Regions from separate parts of the Sus scrofa genome. Here regions 1, 2 and 4 are each linked to region 3. Evidence: chromatin contacts called from public Hi-C and HiChIP or PLAC-seq data. All regions are on one chromosome and are shown on one strand. Each heading gives the region's core, a stretch centred on a gene start, on an enhancer-like site or on the middle of the called end of the contact. The rest is flanking DNA. Distances are from core to core; before and after follow the strand shown.

Region 1 (3,686 bases), core at 423-2,922, 480 kb after region 3:
GGGAGGGTGGCAGAAGGACTATCTGACTGGATCGACCTAGGAGCAGGGCTGTACTTGGCTGGAGGACCATTTCATGTTTCTGCCCCTTTTCCACCTCAGGGTTCAGGGTGAAATCTGGTTGGAATAAACCTTTGGAACAGCCTTGAAGGAAAAAAAAGAAATCCCAGAGGGGTCAGTGTGAGGGTGTGAATGCTTAAGAGAGGACAGTTGTGGGATCGGGGGAGGGAGAGAATGGGCTGGAGTGGGGAGATTTATAGACATAGTGTATTGCATGAGGCGTGAGTCTTATTTAACACCAGTAGCTGGCGTCTCCTCCTTCACCTGTTGCCTCCTTGAGTCATGGCCCAGTAGCAGCATGGGTGGCTTGTCACATCCAGCTGCTGGGCCATCCCCTAAGTAACCTGTTGCCTGGGAGTCAAAGCACAAGCTGGAACAGGGTGAAGAGAGAGAGACTGTGTCAAAATAGGTATAGGTTGATTCACCAATATAGTGAGTGATATTAGATGCCAAGAGAAAAATGAAACAGAATAGCAGATGACAAATGTGAACCTTTATCTTGAGTCTGCTTTATATCTCCTAAATCCCCATGAGCTCAGCAATTCTCTTATGGTTATTAATGCCCCACACTGGAGTTGTGACCTTGGATTTTTTTTTTTTTTGTCTTTTCTATGGCCGCACCTATAGCATGTGGAGGTTCCCAGGCTAGGGGGTCTAATTGGAGCTGTAGCTGCCAGCCTACACCACAGCCACAGCAACGCCAGATCCAAACCGTGGCTGCGACCTACATCACAGCTCACAGCAATGCAAGATCGTTAACCCACTGAGCTAGGCCAGGGATCGAACCCACAACCCCATGGTCCCTAGTCCTATTCATTTCTGCTGTGCCACAAAGGAACTCCACCTTGGATATTTAAACTGCTTCAACTTCTCTGAGCCTTTGCTTTCTCTATAAACCGGAACTAACAAAATCCATCTCATGGGATTGTTAGGAGAATTTAAACAAAAGCTTAGGTCAAGTCCATAATATGGGTACACCCATCATAGGTACATGGCCTATCCTTAGTTGGGATGGGAACTATTTTTAAACTTAGAAGATGAACTTTATATGCTGCCATATAGGTAACCCAGTGCAACTGGAGCTTGAATCAACAAGCCTGGGCAAATGAGCTCAGAGTGTGCCTTTGAAATCTTGATCCCCATCGTGCTGATTTATGTGCCTCCCTAGCTTGCATGTGGGATCGCCCTGAGGTTGTTCACTGTAGTTTTAGCTTGTTACCTAGCACCCTTGGATAGCATATTTTTATTTACACTCTCACTGATCACTTGACCACAATTACTTTGAAAGAGTATGTATGAATGCAGCCACAAAAGAAACATTTCTCAGTTGTGAGGGTCTCACGTGGATCTTTAATCCACTTTGTCTAAAAACTGGAACGTTTCTTAGACTTTACTTTTCCCTCCACCAGAATGACCTCAGAGGCCCCTCCAAATGTTTTTTTTTTTTTCCGATTCTGTAGAATAGTGAGATTTTGATTATTAATAAGAGTGTCAAATATCAATCAACATCAGGTTACTAAATGTCTCTTTTGGGGTAAGAAGAAATGTGAACCAAAAATAGAACCCTTTAATCATCGCACAAATTTAAAATGGCAGTCCAGCTGAGAAACAGAGGAATGGATGAGATGACCTTGAACATAATTCCAGCCCAGATGGGCTAGTCATGGGTCTGACACTCGCCGTAGCCAGAGGGAAAAGAAATTCCCCGGCAGTGTAGTTGGTATCAGAGTTGAAAATGAGTCACTGAGTAGGTGATTGATCCCTTTCCGTTTTCCACTTGCCATCAGCCACTTTGCAGAGAAATCAAGCTTTAGTATACTTGATTCAAAAAAAAAAAAAAGATTTTTTTTTCTTTTTTAATTCCAAAAGTTCTTAGAGGTGAAAGAGATTTGTGAGATCACTTCACTTTCCTTCATTAAAAATGAGGTATTAAGGCACAGGAAAATTAAAGTGACACAGAACAAGAATCCTTTCTTACTTTTGTCAGGGCTTTTACTTTGTGTGGAATAAATAATTTTTGTCACTAAACAAGATCCTGTGTTCAGTCTTTATTGATATTATCACTTTTGAATGAAATTTTTACTTTGCTTTATCTTTGTTATTTATATTTGATCTTTGATTATTCTCTAGGCCAGATACCATTTTCATATGAGAAATAAATCAGGCATTTTTTTTTTTTTAAATTTTGGGTTTTGTCATTATTGTTTTGTATCTTTTGACTTCAGGTAACATAAGTCCAATAGTTAGGCCTTCACTAAGGAAATTTTGTTTTTGTGTAGTTACTGCAAGTAAACTGCTCCAAAGGCTTTCATAGACAAAATGAGGCTTAATATATGTGCATTTGTATTCAAATACATACAAAGAGAGGTAGATACGTACATACAAAAGCATATAGACATACTTATTGCCGTATACGTTAAGTAAGGCTGTTGGGTGTGAATGAGTTCCAGAGTTTACTGGTCCTATAGAGCAGTACAGAATGTTCAACACTAAGAATGAGAATGGTTGGGAAGCATCCCAGAAAAAGTGCTACTTAGGTTGGATCTTGAACATAGAAGGTTCATATTGGTTACTAATGAGGAAAGAGATGATAGTGCAAGGGCTGGATGAGGCAGGGTAGGATGGGACACTCCCTCAGATTGCCTTATTGTTTGTAGGTGTGGGTGAGGAATGGGTATTCTGGATGAAAGAGCCTGCCTGGAACAGAAAATCTGATTACAGGAACAGAGGCAGGTGTGAAAAGTGTAGATTGAGGCCCTACTGCAGAGCACCTCAAGTGTCAGATTAAGCTGTTTGGACAATACTCTGTCCACCCTAAAGAACCCTTGTGTTTTGTTTTCGGGGAAATGCTACAAGGAAAGTAACAAAATGGTTTTAGAAAGATAAATCTGATGGTGGTATGCAGGATGGATCACATTGAGGAGAAAGTGTGAAAGCAAAAAGAATCTGATAGGGAATTAGGCATGTAAGTGATGAGGGACTGGAATAGGATGGGAAGGAAAAGAAACGGATAGTTAGGAGAATGACTGCAGGAAAGGAGACTTTGCTGGGGCACTGCAGCCAGAGGAAAGTATGAAATTCTAAACTCAAGTAATAATAGAAGGAATAACAATTGGAAAATCAGGGAGAGAAGCTGATTTGAAGAGAGTGAGGTGGAAGATATGTCAGTTAAATCTTTAGACATGAAATTACATATCTAAATAGAAATGTCCTAGAGGCCTTCAATTGTCAGGACTGGATTTGTGGTGAAAAGACAGGCAACCTGGAAGTTGCCTGTATAGACCTGATGATTAGGGCCTTAAGGCTCAACTGTAAAATGGGAATAATAATAGTCCTCACAGAATTGTTATTAGTAATGAATGAGATAATGCCAGGCAAGTATTCTATGCTAGTCTTGGCAGGTAGTAGATGGTAAATAAATATTTATCAATATCAATCAGTATTAACTATTATTACTTTTAACTGTGGATTTTAGAGAAAGATAGTTTTGTGAATTATTAGAACTGGTATTCTGGAAGCTATATTAAAGTCGGTGACCTCGGAGCATAAAAAACCCTCTGAGTGATTTTAATCTAGACAAACCAGTCAAAATAACCATAACATCACTTATTGATCCAAAATTTTGATCA
Region 2 (3,889 bases), core at 415-2,914, 310 kb after region 3:
GTGGCCCATCTTGTACTTTTTATCCAGGAAAGCAACCTGATGTTTCCCAGACAGACAACTTGTATATAACCCAGCTCTCCAAACACAGGAGCACTTTGAATATGGTAAAAGTATACCTCAAAGGTTTATGAACAGACCTCACAGTCATCAGTTCAAGTTCAAGATATTCACAAAGACTACCATGTTTTATCCTCTCTGGCTCTCAGCTTTGATAGACTCTTTGGGGAGTGATGCAGATAGATAGGGGTACATTCTTAAAATCGCCTGACATCTGTATAATCTTTGTACTTAACATAGGATTCTCCCATGAAGTTTAGAACTTGATCCTCAAAACAGTCATGTAAGGAAACAAGGGAAAATATCATTAGCTCAGACTTACATATCACAAAATTCTGCTCAGAAATGCCATGTCTTGCACGCACTCACCCACACACATGCATGTGTGCGTGCACATACACGTCATGAGTTAGAATCCAGGTATCTTGACCCTGAACATAATGATTTTGACCAACAGCTGCTGCCAGACAATGCCTTTGGCATTTGCTGGCAGGTATAATACCCTCTGGATGAGAATATAATAATAGCAGTTATACTAAAATCTTTATTCCCCTTTCAGGAGTGGAGAATCCTGATGGGCTTCTAAGCAAATCTTTCCTCTTATGAGGAAGAGCAAAAATTGTCTTTGCCAAACAATCAAGAATTGTTGTTCCATTAATATAGCAATGCTCTTTTGCTCTCAAGCTTAGAGTAGTTTTTTGTTTGTTTGTTTGTTTTTCCAGTTATTCAAAACATTGTCTTCTCTTATTACTGAAGTTTTGAAAGATTGCTCAAGAGGTGCACTGGTCAAGATGATAGCCACTAATCACTGATGACTCTCGATTTAAATCAATTAACATTAAATAAAGGTAGTATCCAGTTCCTCAGCTGCACTAGCCATATTTCCAGTGCTAAGTAGCCACTGTGGCTAGTGCAAACTGAACTGGACGGCACAGAGAGTGATATTTCCATCACTGCAGAAACTTCTGTTGGACTGTACTGAGTCTAGAATATGTACTTCTGTGGAGCTTCAGAATAGTCTGAATCCACTTGTGTGTAGAAAGCAACAACATGGTGCAGTGGAAGTGTGACAGTATGTAAAGTCTGGGTTTAAATCCAGCTCTGCTGCTCTTTTCCAATGCCCTGGGATTTTATTATTCAATAAGACTTCAAAAACCATCTCAGCGACTGAGCCAGCATTACTAACTCCCTACTTTTCCAGATAAAGGACTTTAGTTAATAGAGAAATTCCCCCCATTGATATACACACTCATTTTCTTTTTCAAAGGCATTTCGTTTCCATTTTTTAAAAAGGTGTATTCTCAGAATAAAGGAGAGTTTTTCAAAGGAATGTGGTTAACTTTTTTTTTTAAATAAGACTTAAAAAAAATTCACTCTAAAGTTTGTGTTTATTCTCACCCTCACAAAGAGCAATGAGCATTCTGTTGGGTGAGCACCAGGTCTCAGCGTGGCATTTGGAAACCACTGAACTCTGCCACTTGCCAAGGGCATGACTGCCAATGAGTTACTTAAGTTCTCAGAACCGAGTTCCTTATCTTGAGAGGGAACATGAGCATCCATTTACCGCAGAGGCATCAGAATTAAATACCACGTGTCAGTCGGGCAGGGTCTCGTACGTAGTAGGCATGCAGAAAATGTACTGCGCTCATTCCTCTCCGTTTGATCACACCCTTCCTTTTAATCTACTGAATCATTTGATACCATGCAAATCTTGAAAAATTGTTGGACTAGCTACCCATAAATTTTTTCCCTGGGAGCCCATCCTGGAGAAAAACCAAGAGTGCAGGGCCACTGACGTTAGGAACGGGCCAAAGAAGATAAACTGGGAAAGAAGAACCTGTTCCTAGAACACAGAGTGAGGGCACTTGTGAAAGCTTGCTGTGTGTGCAGCCCTCTCCCCATCCTCCTCCCTCCTGGAAGTCAGCCATCAAAGTTTTGTGATGACAATTTGTGACATCAGCACTCTTGATGGGATCCCTTTATTGTATTGGCTTTTATAAAACAAAATAAATATGCTGAGTGAGTGCGTCCCTACATGTGCAAAACACTTTTATCATTTTAGAAAAGGAAAATCTGTTGCTATATAATTCTGAAAAGAGATTGTCTTTCATGCCATCATTTAACAAATTTGAGGTCATTTATTGACTTCATGAACATTCTCTAGTGAAACCTAAATTTTTGTTTTATGACAAAGCGGAGATTACACTTCAGACTAGAGAATTTTTGCTTATGTTTCATTAGCTCCAATTTCACTTACCTCATCTTCAGTGCGTGTAAGATGAGCATACAAGGGCCCCAAATAGAGGGGTTTTGATTTAGGAATGTTTGGGGGCAAATATCAGGCCTTCATTTTTAAAGCATGAATAAGGAGTGAGCAAATGATTTAAGTGTCAGAAGACCAAATAACTTCTTAGGTCATGTTCTATGATATATTTTCATTTTTTAACTTTTTAGGACTTTACTTTGGATAGCACTTCTAGTTTCACAGCCAAATTAAGAGGAAGGTACATAGATGTCCCATATACTTTCTGCCCCCATACCAGGGTGCAACATCTATTACAATTGATGAACCTGCATTGACGTATTATGTTTTCTTAATCTTATGAAATACACCTTAAAATGTAATGTATGCAAGGCAGATGTTCTTTGAAGGGTTTTTCCATTGAGTATTATAGGCTAAATAATACAGTAAATTCTCTTTATGCTGATAAAGATGGTGGTGGGGTTCCCCCCACAATAACTTTTCCCCTCCTCATTTGAAATACAGAGGCAGAAAGTCAAAATGCTTCCCCTAGAATTACACTCACATGCACACAGCAAGCATAAATACATTTACACATAGATATTTACATACATGTGCATATGCACAGAGGCATTTATTAAATATGACATGCTTGCAATCTTACTACAGTCTGAGTATGGACATATGATATTGAATTATCAGCCAAAACTATCACCTGGGTAGCAAACAAAAACTTATTTTATTTCACTTAATTTATTATTTTAGGAAAGAAGGACATGAAAATCAGTAGGGGGGTAGGGATTTTTTTGTTTTTCTAAGTCATTTGGGTAATTTTTTTGGTTTTTATTTCTTTTGCATTTATATGAGACTCTTCCATTTATTGTTTTTTTGGTACCTATCACCTTCATGAAATGGAAAATGTACTAGAGATTGAGCAGTGTTTTGGATGTGCTTTTGGCATTGATAAACACTGTTATAGATGCAGAACTGCCATGTTTAAGCACAGACCCACCAGAGTCATGTTGCCTAAATTTGAATCCCGGCCTCATCATACCATGGGCATATGACTTTTTGGGGGTACTTCTTAGGTCTTTCATTCCTCATCTAAAAAAAAATTTTTTTATAGGAGATAACCAATGTAGTGTGTTTTCCACAGTGCATGAATCGTAGTAATTGGTTGGTAAATATTAGTTATCATTATGGTTTTATAATCATCATAATCACTTGAAATTATTACCATTATTATCAGTTTGCTGGATATGTATACTCTGAATTTTTAAAATAATTATATTGAAAGCCCATTTAAGAAATAAAAAAATAATAGAAAGGGCCCATTACCATATTAAAATATTGAAAGGATCCCCAGTATAGGAATCAATAAAACACCGAGTGACTTTGCTGGGCATCAGGGAAAGAGATGTCAGGACATGTTACTACTCAAATCTATTAGGAAATTGCAATTCAAGGTGAAAGAAAGGGTTAAAGATACATAAGCTAAGCTGTTTCTTCGTAACATTAAGAAGATGGATGACCTCATTGACCTCTTTTTATAGACTAGGTATTAGCTTACCTGTCTGTTAAAACTGAGAA
Region 3 (3,743 bases), core at 361-2,860:
GGAACCTCCATATGGGCCCCCAAAGAGAAAAAAAAAAAATACCAAATTCCTTTTATGTGGCTGTAGTCATTATTTTCCCCTCAGGAATTCCCATAGGTGGATGCCCTTAATGAAACCCTTTTTGCCCACTTTCCCCCTTGACCATGTGACTTGAACATGAATGTGAATTTCACTCATTGGTGAAGAAATCAGCATGGCCCTGATGAGGCCATTTCTGCCCTCTTTGGTCTCTCCTGTCTAAGAATTTGTTTATTCAAACAAGTCTATGCATCCACTTGGACCTATTTGGACATTTAGCAATTAGCATTACCTCAGTCTCCGTAGACAGTGGCCAAATATGCTCATAAAATTCAGGTGGCATGATCGCTTGCCCCTTCCCTGCTCCAGCTTTGGATGGATTAATTCACTGCATCACAGCCAGCACCTGAGTATAGAATCATTTATTTTTGTGTTACTTCATGACGAAAGCCCAGCTGGCATTAGCTCAAGTTATGCAGCTGGCTATTAATTGAAGAAAACGTCTCTGTCACTCCTCAGTCAAACAATCTGATTCAGCAGATCCTTTTCACTCTCCTTCCTTCTATTCTACCAGAAGAACAAACGTAAATAACTCCCACTTGGCTTCGCTCGTCATGGATTGTAAATTAGCTGGCAGCATGCAGACTGATTGCATTAATGCTCTTTGGGTTGCTCTTCTCAATTGATTTTTATTTCTGGAAGAGGTTTGGACATTTCATTTCTCAGGCTTTAATGTTGCTGAAGGGAAGGAAATATTGTAGCCTGCCTTTGTTCTTCTTTCTTGCATAGCTAATTTTCAAAGTCATTTCACCAAAATTTCAAATTACAGCACCTGTAGAGTAGGTACTGGTTTTCTGAGCTGATGTTCTGTTTTTCCCTCATACTTGACTTATGCTTTGTGGATGTATTTTAAACAGAACCCGAGAGAGGTTTGTTCAGGGTTTTAGAAATATATAAACACATAATATGTAATATGTAGCACATGGTGTGCCAAACATTTTTGATGAGTGCATTTTGTAATTCTTAAAGTATGAAAGTACTTGGTATGAGGAGATGATATAGTATATTAAAAATCATGGAACTTTTCCATAAAATAAAATCCAGTGCAGAAATCAGAGGAGAGTTTTTGCACGAGTGCTAAAATAGTACATCAGTTTGATCCTTGCTGGATATGAGAATCCACCAGTTATATTATTCTGTAGAAATGTAGTTCAGTGACAAGGACCTCTTTGATGCCCTCCCTCCAGCCCAGTCCCTATTCTCTGTACAATGTGCTTGTTGGGAGATGAATGACTAGTCATTATTAGACCCCGAGCCCTGAAAATGAGTTTGGGACAGCAAAATTGTACCTTCTTGAGACCTAGGGTGTCAATAAGGGGCTCAGTGGGATTTCAGCAAGAGGGACTAGGGAAAGGCAATCAGAACTTGGCAGAAAAAAATAGACTCTGGTGCTAAAGGAGACCTCGGAGAACCGCCTTGTCCCTAGAGGATGGTCTTATGATTCATTAGAGGAGCTGTATCCGAAGGGCATCCGAGAGCCTGGCTTGGATTAGGTCGTCTTGGGTTACAGGAGGTCCAAAGCTAGAACTGGCAAGAAAGCATCGTGGTCAGAAGCTGTCCTATTTTGAACGTCTGATGTGGGGCCTCGTGGCCATGAAGGAGACCTTAGCGGTTTGAGTAAGCTGGGAAGAAAAGGAGATTACGCAGGAGCCAGAAATCACAGCTGACCTCCAGATCTAGATCTGATCTCATTGCAGCCAGAGTTCTTGGAATGGATCCCTCCCTGGAAGAATTCTTTCCTGAACGCAGATGGGCTGAGGCTGCAGTGAGTAGATTGAGCTGAAGGGGCTGTAAAGCCCTATAAGCTGATAAAAACTGCACAATGGAGAAGACCTTTGAGGAAACCATCAGTTTTAGAAAGAAAGGCAATCACACTTGTCCACTTAATAATCACATGCCCTTCCTACACAATTTTATGTTCCCTCTGTAAAGGGGGTGTCTCATAGGGAATTCCTTTACATAAACTGGCAGACAATTTAAATGAAAAATGTTTTACTTATTTGGGCATTTTCCAAGTATAAAACTGAGGATTTAAATGAAATATAAATGTCTGTGTTGTTGCCAGAAACCTGGTGATGGATGTATTCGTAAACTGGGGATTGAGGCAGGTTATAATCTAGTAAGATAACTGAGGATTTAAATGAAATATAAATGTCTGTGTTGTTGCCAGAAACCTGGTGATGGATGTATTCGTAAACTGGGGATTGAGGCAGGTTATAATCTAGTAAGATATCTTCTGATTCATGTCCTTCATTTGTAGAAAAAAATCTCTGTTCTGGTAACATTTAATTTATGAACTTTGGTATCATGTCACACTTCTTTTAGTTTTTTTTGTGCATCCCCATATAATGAAAGCTTATAATGAGAGCCATTCAGGCAATAAATGTTCCATATTCCGTGCCTTCTATTTTGGGGGCACTGTTTTAGATTTAGGAATACAGCAATAAGGCAGAGTCCCTGCTCTAAAAGAACCTTTGAAAAGAGTAGGAACTTACACAGTACCTTGTGATAGAGTGCAGTATGTCTGATTTCCTCAGAAGCCATTACTAAGGGCATCACTTTTCTTTTAATCCTGAGACCCTTTACTTGATACAGCTTATGCCGGAATAGATGAAAATTCAAACTCTCAAAGACTTTCCTTTTAAGAAGAAAATTGAAATAACAAGTCTACAAGGCAAAAGTAAACCCTCCTCCCAAGCCAACTCAAGACAAGGTGTTCAACTTGCTCTTCTGAGCACAGTGATGTGTCAAGGGAACCTACAGGGAACAGAAGCCCAATGTCACTTTGTTGGTGGACTTCACCATTAGCAGTGTTTCAAGAAGATGTCTTCAAATTGCTCCTTCAGGTTAAGGCTGCAGAAGTTCCTGCTGTGGCAGCATCTCTGCAGCACCAGGACACAAGGTTTGACCCCCAGCCCAGCACAAAGGATCCTGCGGTGTAGGTCACAAATGCGGCTTGGATCTGATCTCTGGCCTGGAAACTCCATATGCCAGGGGTGGCCAAAAAATAAAAAACAAAACAGGGGCAAGAATTTAAGACTATAAATGGTTTAAATGGGGGAGGATGTGACAGGATCAAAAAACTTCCCCTTCCTTTGTGGCTCTGAGAATTCAGAATGAGTGGCTGCCGTTTATGTAGCAAGAGGAGAGAGGGAACCAGAACTTGGAATGAGCTTCTGTGTGGGCCCTCATTGTTCCAGGGTTTACCAAGGGCTACACTATCATCATATTAAACAAATGACTTCTCCTCCTGTGCCAGCCTAATTGCTAGCTTGGCTCTTGAACAAAGAAATCACAATTGAGGCAAAACATGTTTGCCGTTGAAGGTAACAATCTTAGAGCGAGCTTCGGGTTGTTTTTCTAGGTAATTTTTTTTTTTTTTAAATTAAAGTTGCAGAAAGGGACCTGTCTTTTTAAGACAATGAGGCGCCCCTGTGCTCTTAAGTTTCAGCATTGCGTACGTGCTTCACATATTCAGTGGCAAAACAGGTAGATACTGATAACCAAAAATAAAAAGGAAGGGACAGTGGAATAGGGCATGTCAGAATGCCATGTTATAACCACATAGGCAGAGATCAGAATGTGCTTCTCTATCATAAGATGCAAGTATCAGTTACATTGAAAGTGCGGTCCCCACCGATGTCACCTGGCAACTCGTTAGAAAT
Region 4 (3,784 bases), core at 328-2,827, 320 kb after region 3:
GCCTCACCCTATGTCCAGCAGTGCAGGTGAGAGCAGGAAAGGCTAACATAGTGTCTTCATGATATGGACACCCAGGATCATCCCACTAGGCCTAGGACAACACCCTCCTTACAACATTTGTTTGGGACTTTTATTTACACTTCTGTTTGTACCATCTGTGTCATGGTGCAGAAGATCAAGTTAATACTTAATAAAGCCTTTATCAAATATTATTTGTCCCCACAAAAACAATAATGTAATACTTGCACATATAGGGGATGATGTATCTACAAGGGTACTTACTGCAGCAGTGTGTATAAAAATAAAATTTAGGAGACAATCTAAAAGCCCGTGAGTCGAGGGGATAAGCAGCTGAATGGAGGAGAGGCTCAAACAGAGAAACCTATTTTCACGTTTCATTGTGAAATATTTCATCCATATAAGAGAAGATCTCTAGAGACTTTCTAAAAGATAAAGAACAATACTAAAATCAACAGTTTAAGAAATAGAACAGTGCCAATATTTTAATGCCTCCAAGGGTCCCCCAGTTTTATCTGTTGGCCTCTTCTCAGAAATAACAATAATTTTGATTATTTTCTTTGTTATTGAGAGAGACAATTTACTTTTAAATGTGTACCATGTAAAGATATAGATTATGCAAATAAGTACAAAATAAAAATGTAATTTAAAAACCAAAATGAAATCCTCTAATTTAATATCTTTATTATATCTGAGGCAAAAACCTTTATACAGAAAAACAAGTGGAGTGTATCTTTCATGAAGTAATGCTTTCTTTCAAATGAGCACAGATCATGAGTTACCTACGGTCCTATTGCTGTTTGCCCAACTGTCAGATGCACTTACCTTAATTTATTAAAACAAAATTCTCAGAATTCTGAGGTTAAATTTTAGCCTAGAATAAGGATTGATGGGGGGCAATAACCTTAAAATGTTTTGTTAGTGTACTTAATATTCAATTCTTAAAGTCTAAATTCAGCCTGCATGATTTAATGACAGTGGGTCATTTGTCAGATTTCTTTCTGGATCATTCAAGATTTCATGCCTGATAAAAGACAGCATGGTTTGATGTCAGCAGTTGGCCAGTCGAATCCTCCGTCATAGGCAGGGTGACCTTTTGGCACTGTGAGCTGTTTATATGTGATAATGGACCAGATTTTTCCAGGGAGTGAGTTAATCATGGTTGGCACCTTACAAAACACCATTAACTCCTTCAGGGATAGTGCTGTAGGTCACTGTCCTGGGCATAAACAGGACCCCAGTGACCTACAAGAAGGAATGCCAGTTTAAAAAATGTCTGAGACGTTTTTGTCTTAGAACAAAATTTAGGCTGATTTTAGTCTCGGTCAGCATCCAGTGAAAAAAAATTCTGGGAACAGACCTGGAGCCCTGGTAACATTATAAATTTGCCCCCCATCTCTTGCATATTGTCATTAGGAGACATTAAGTAGATTCCCGGCATACATGCCCAATCATTAGTCAAATGGAATGTTGCCTTGTTGGGCTAATAGTCCCTGAGCGCCTTGTGTTTGCCAGACACTGTTCTGGACACCTTACCTGTCATCTCATCGCATTTTCACAACAGCCCTTGAGGTAGACGGCACTCTCCTGCTTGCCAGATGAGTAACTAAGCTTCAGATAAACGATGGAACTTGTCTGAGTTCACATGTTGACTGTAACAGAGCCAGGCCATCTGGGCTGTGATGTGGTATCTACAAAGGCATCTGAAATCTAAGTTTGAGAGAAACTTAACATTCCCATTGTCACCCAGAGGGCCTTTGACCTTAGCAACTCTAGGCTACACCCTGAGGGGAAACTTGCCCATTCTAGGAGAAAGTGGGAGGAGATGGTGCTCCCTAACTTCTGATTGTTTTGCCACTGTCCAGCTTCACTAGAATTAGAAAAAAAGGAAGAGCTATCAGAAATAGTGGGGCCTACTGGTCCTGCCTTGTGTGTGTGGATTATGTTGTGTCTCAGTAATCATTTATTCAACAAAATTTTGTGTCTTTCATGGGCCAGGCACTGTGCACATTCAGGGCAGTCTCATTTTATTCGAGACCTTATAATTCATGAATCAGATAACCTTCACGAGGAAAGGAATCTCTGTGTATTAGCTAGAGTAGCCCTGTGGCAAAAGTGCAAAAACAATTTAAAATGTACATAGTTTGGAGTTCCCGTCATGGCTCAGCAGAAATGAATCTGACTAGCATACATGAGGAAGCAGGTTTGATCCCTGGCCTCGCTCAGTGAGTTAAGAATCTGGTGTTGCCATGAGCTGTGGTGTAGGTTGCAGATGCAGCTGGGATCTGGCATGGCTGTGGCTATGGCATAGGCCAGGGGGTACAGCTGCAATTTGACCCCTAGTCTGAGACCCTCCATATGCAGCAGTTGCAGCCCTAAAAAGACAAAAAAAAAAAAAAAAAAAAAAGGGTGTGGTTTGTGGATTTTAAGATTATGGCATTCTTGGTTTGAAGAGAACTTGGTAAGAGAACTGTTTTACATTTTGCCCTTAAAGTGAGACTTTATGAATATTTCATATTACATGATTTGAAATTTGCATAAAATGCAATAGCACTCTGTATATTGCCTGGGACATTGTTTTTTTGGTGGCTGAGGAATCCAGAAATACTGTGGCAGTTGCTGCTCCTGTCACCATATTCATAGACCATGAGGAGAAATAATCCAGAAAATCTTTTTAAGTTTGCCCTCTGTGGATTTCATATGGATACATGTAAATGTCACCAGATGCTGGGAGGTTCTTCAGTAGTATATGAAACTAAGTTGGAAGTGGTGTCAGGTTTTCACTGAACAAACCAATTTTTAAAGTCACCAAACCATTTCAAATTTCATTAAAGAGGCCCTCATTTCAAGAAGTTTAAAGACTCCTTTTTTGTTGTAGGTCTTGGCCAGCCTGCGAACTGTCCGAAACAACTTTGCTGCGTTGACTAATTTGCAAGACCGAGCACCTAGCAAGTAAGTTATTTTCTCCCACTCCTTCTGGCTGGACCTTCATACAGTGTTTTCTCAATTTAATTGAACTCAAGGTGATATATTAGATTTCTCTGAATAGTTGCCATGTTGTCTAACCATTTACTCTAAGTCATACGATGTCCTGTTAATTTTCTATAAATACTGTGTGATGATGGTTCTCATATCAGAGATGAAGCAGGATGACAAATAAATATGATGATTCCATCTGTCAGAAATCACCTGGCATGATCAGTCCTCTGCCCAGTTATTTACACTCAGGGTAACTACAGTTTTGGCTGACTTTATAAATTAACCATAGGCAGAGAGTGTCGTCAGCCCTTAAAGTTAACCCCACTTTATCCTCTTAATTCTAAGGCAAGGAGAAGCATCATATCACAGCAAAGATCTCTAATTCTTGAGCTGTTACTGAACTAGATCAACAGCACCATGAAGATCCCAACAAAACTGGGACTTATAGGATAACAGGGGAAGCAATTGAAAGAGAGAAAGCTGAGATGGAAAATAATTTTAACCTGGGGGTTCTAATAAAGGTGGAAAATGAAAAAAAAATTTTTTTGGGGGGGGGAGTTCCTGTTGTGGCTCAGTGGAAACAAATCCGACTAGTATCCATGAGGAAGTGGGTTTGAACCCTGGAGTCGCTCAGTGGGTTAAGGATCTTGTGTTGCCATGAGCCATGGTGTAGGTCTCAGAAGGGACTTGGATCCCGAGTCATTCTGGCTGTGGTGTAGGCTGGCAGCTCTAGCTCCAATTCGACCCCTAGCCTGGGGACTTCCATATGCCATGAGTGTGGCCCCGA

Evidence for each region. A called contact is a pair of places that touch in the nucleus more often than the background predicts. HiChIP or PLAC-seq counts read pairs in DNA pulled down with a chosen protein or histone mark.
Region 1: a contact with region 3 is called in an H3K27ac HiChIP or PLAC-seq map of skeletal muscle. The contact joins two enhancer-like sites. A contact is called at or near these places in 2 of 47 Hi-C or Micro-C datasets (both in skeletal muscle) and 1 of 2 datasets of contacts at active chromatin or transcription factors (skeletal muscle).
Region 2: a contact with region 3 is called in an H3K27ac HiChIP or PLAC-seq map of skeletal muscle, with 5 times the contacts expected there. The contact joins two enhancer-like sites. A contact is called at or near these places in 2 of 47 Hi-C or Micro-C datasets (both in skeletal muscle) and 1 of 2 datasets of contacts at active chromatin or transcription factors (skeletal muscle).
Region 4: a Hi-C map of skeletal muscle shows a contact between it and region 3, with 7 times the contacts expected there. The contact joins two enhancer-like sites. A contact is called at or near these places in 3 of 47 Hi-C or Micro-C datasets (psoas muscle and skeletal muscle) and 1 of 2 datasets of contacts at active chromatin or transcription factors (skeletal muscle).

What each region holds. Positions count from the first base shown.
Region 1 is chr16:37,935,092-37,938,777 of Sscrofa11.1, reverse strand. The region is part of intron 10 of PDE4D (cAMP-specific 3',5'-cyclic phosphodiesterase 4D); the gene reads left to right. Among named protein-coding and RNA genes, the nearest start is that of RAB3C, 530 kb to the right of the region's middle. Within about 2 kb of position 1,672, at least 3 of the 83 cell types and tissues checked have an H3K27ac peak or open chromatin away from gene starts, as enhancers often do. A contact at or near this core is called in skeletal muscle, where this site is marked.
Region 2 is chr16:38,110,191-38,114,079 of Sscrofa11.1, reverse strand. The region is part of intron 6 of PDE4D (cAMP-specific 3',5'-cyclic phosphodiesterase 4D); the gene reads left to right. Among named protein-coding and RNA genes, the nearest start is that of MIR582, 470 kb to the left of the region's middle. Within about 2 kb of position 1,664, at least 2 of the 83 cell types and tissues checked have an H3K27ac peak or open chromatin away from gene starts, as enhancers often do. A contact at or near this core is called in skeletal muscle, where this site is marked.
Region 3 is chr16:38,417,453-38,421,195 of Sscrofa11.1, reverse strand. The region is part of intron 5 of PDE4D (cAMP-specific 3',5'-cyclic phosphodiesterase 4D); the gene reads left to right. Among named protein-coding and RNA genes, the nearest start is that of MIR582, 160 kb to the left of the region's middle. Within about 2 kb of position 1,610, at least 8 of the 83 cell types and tissues checked have an H3K27ac peak or open chromatin away from gene starts, as enhancers often do. A contact at or near this core is called in skeletal muscle, where this site is marked.
Region 4 is chr16:38,093,619-38,097,402 of Sscrofa11.1, reverse strand. It overlaps PDE4D (cAMP-specific 3',5'-cyclic phosphodiesterase 4D), which reads left to right. Exons shown (of 19, transcript XM_021076868.1): 8 at 2,897-2,970. Among named protein-coding and RNA genes, the nearest start is that of MIR582, 480 kb to the left of the region's middle. Within about 2 kb of position 1,577, at least 1 of the 83 cell types and tissues checked has an H3K27ac peak or open chromatin away from gene starts, as enhancers often do. A contact at or near this core is called in skeletal muscle, where this site is marked.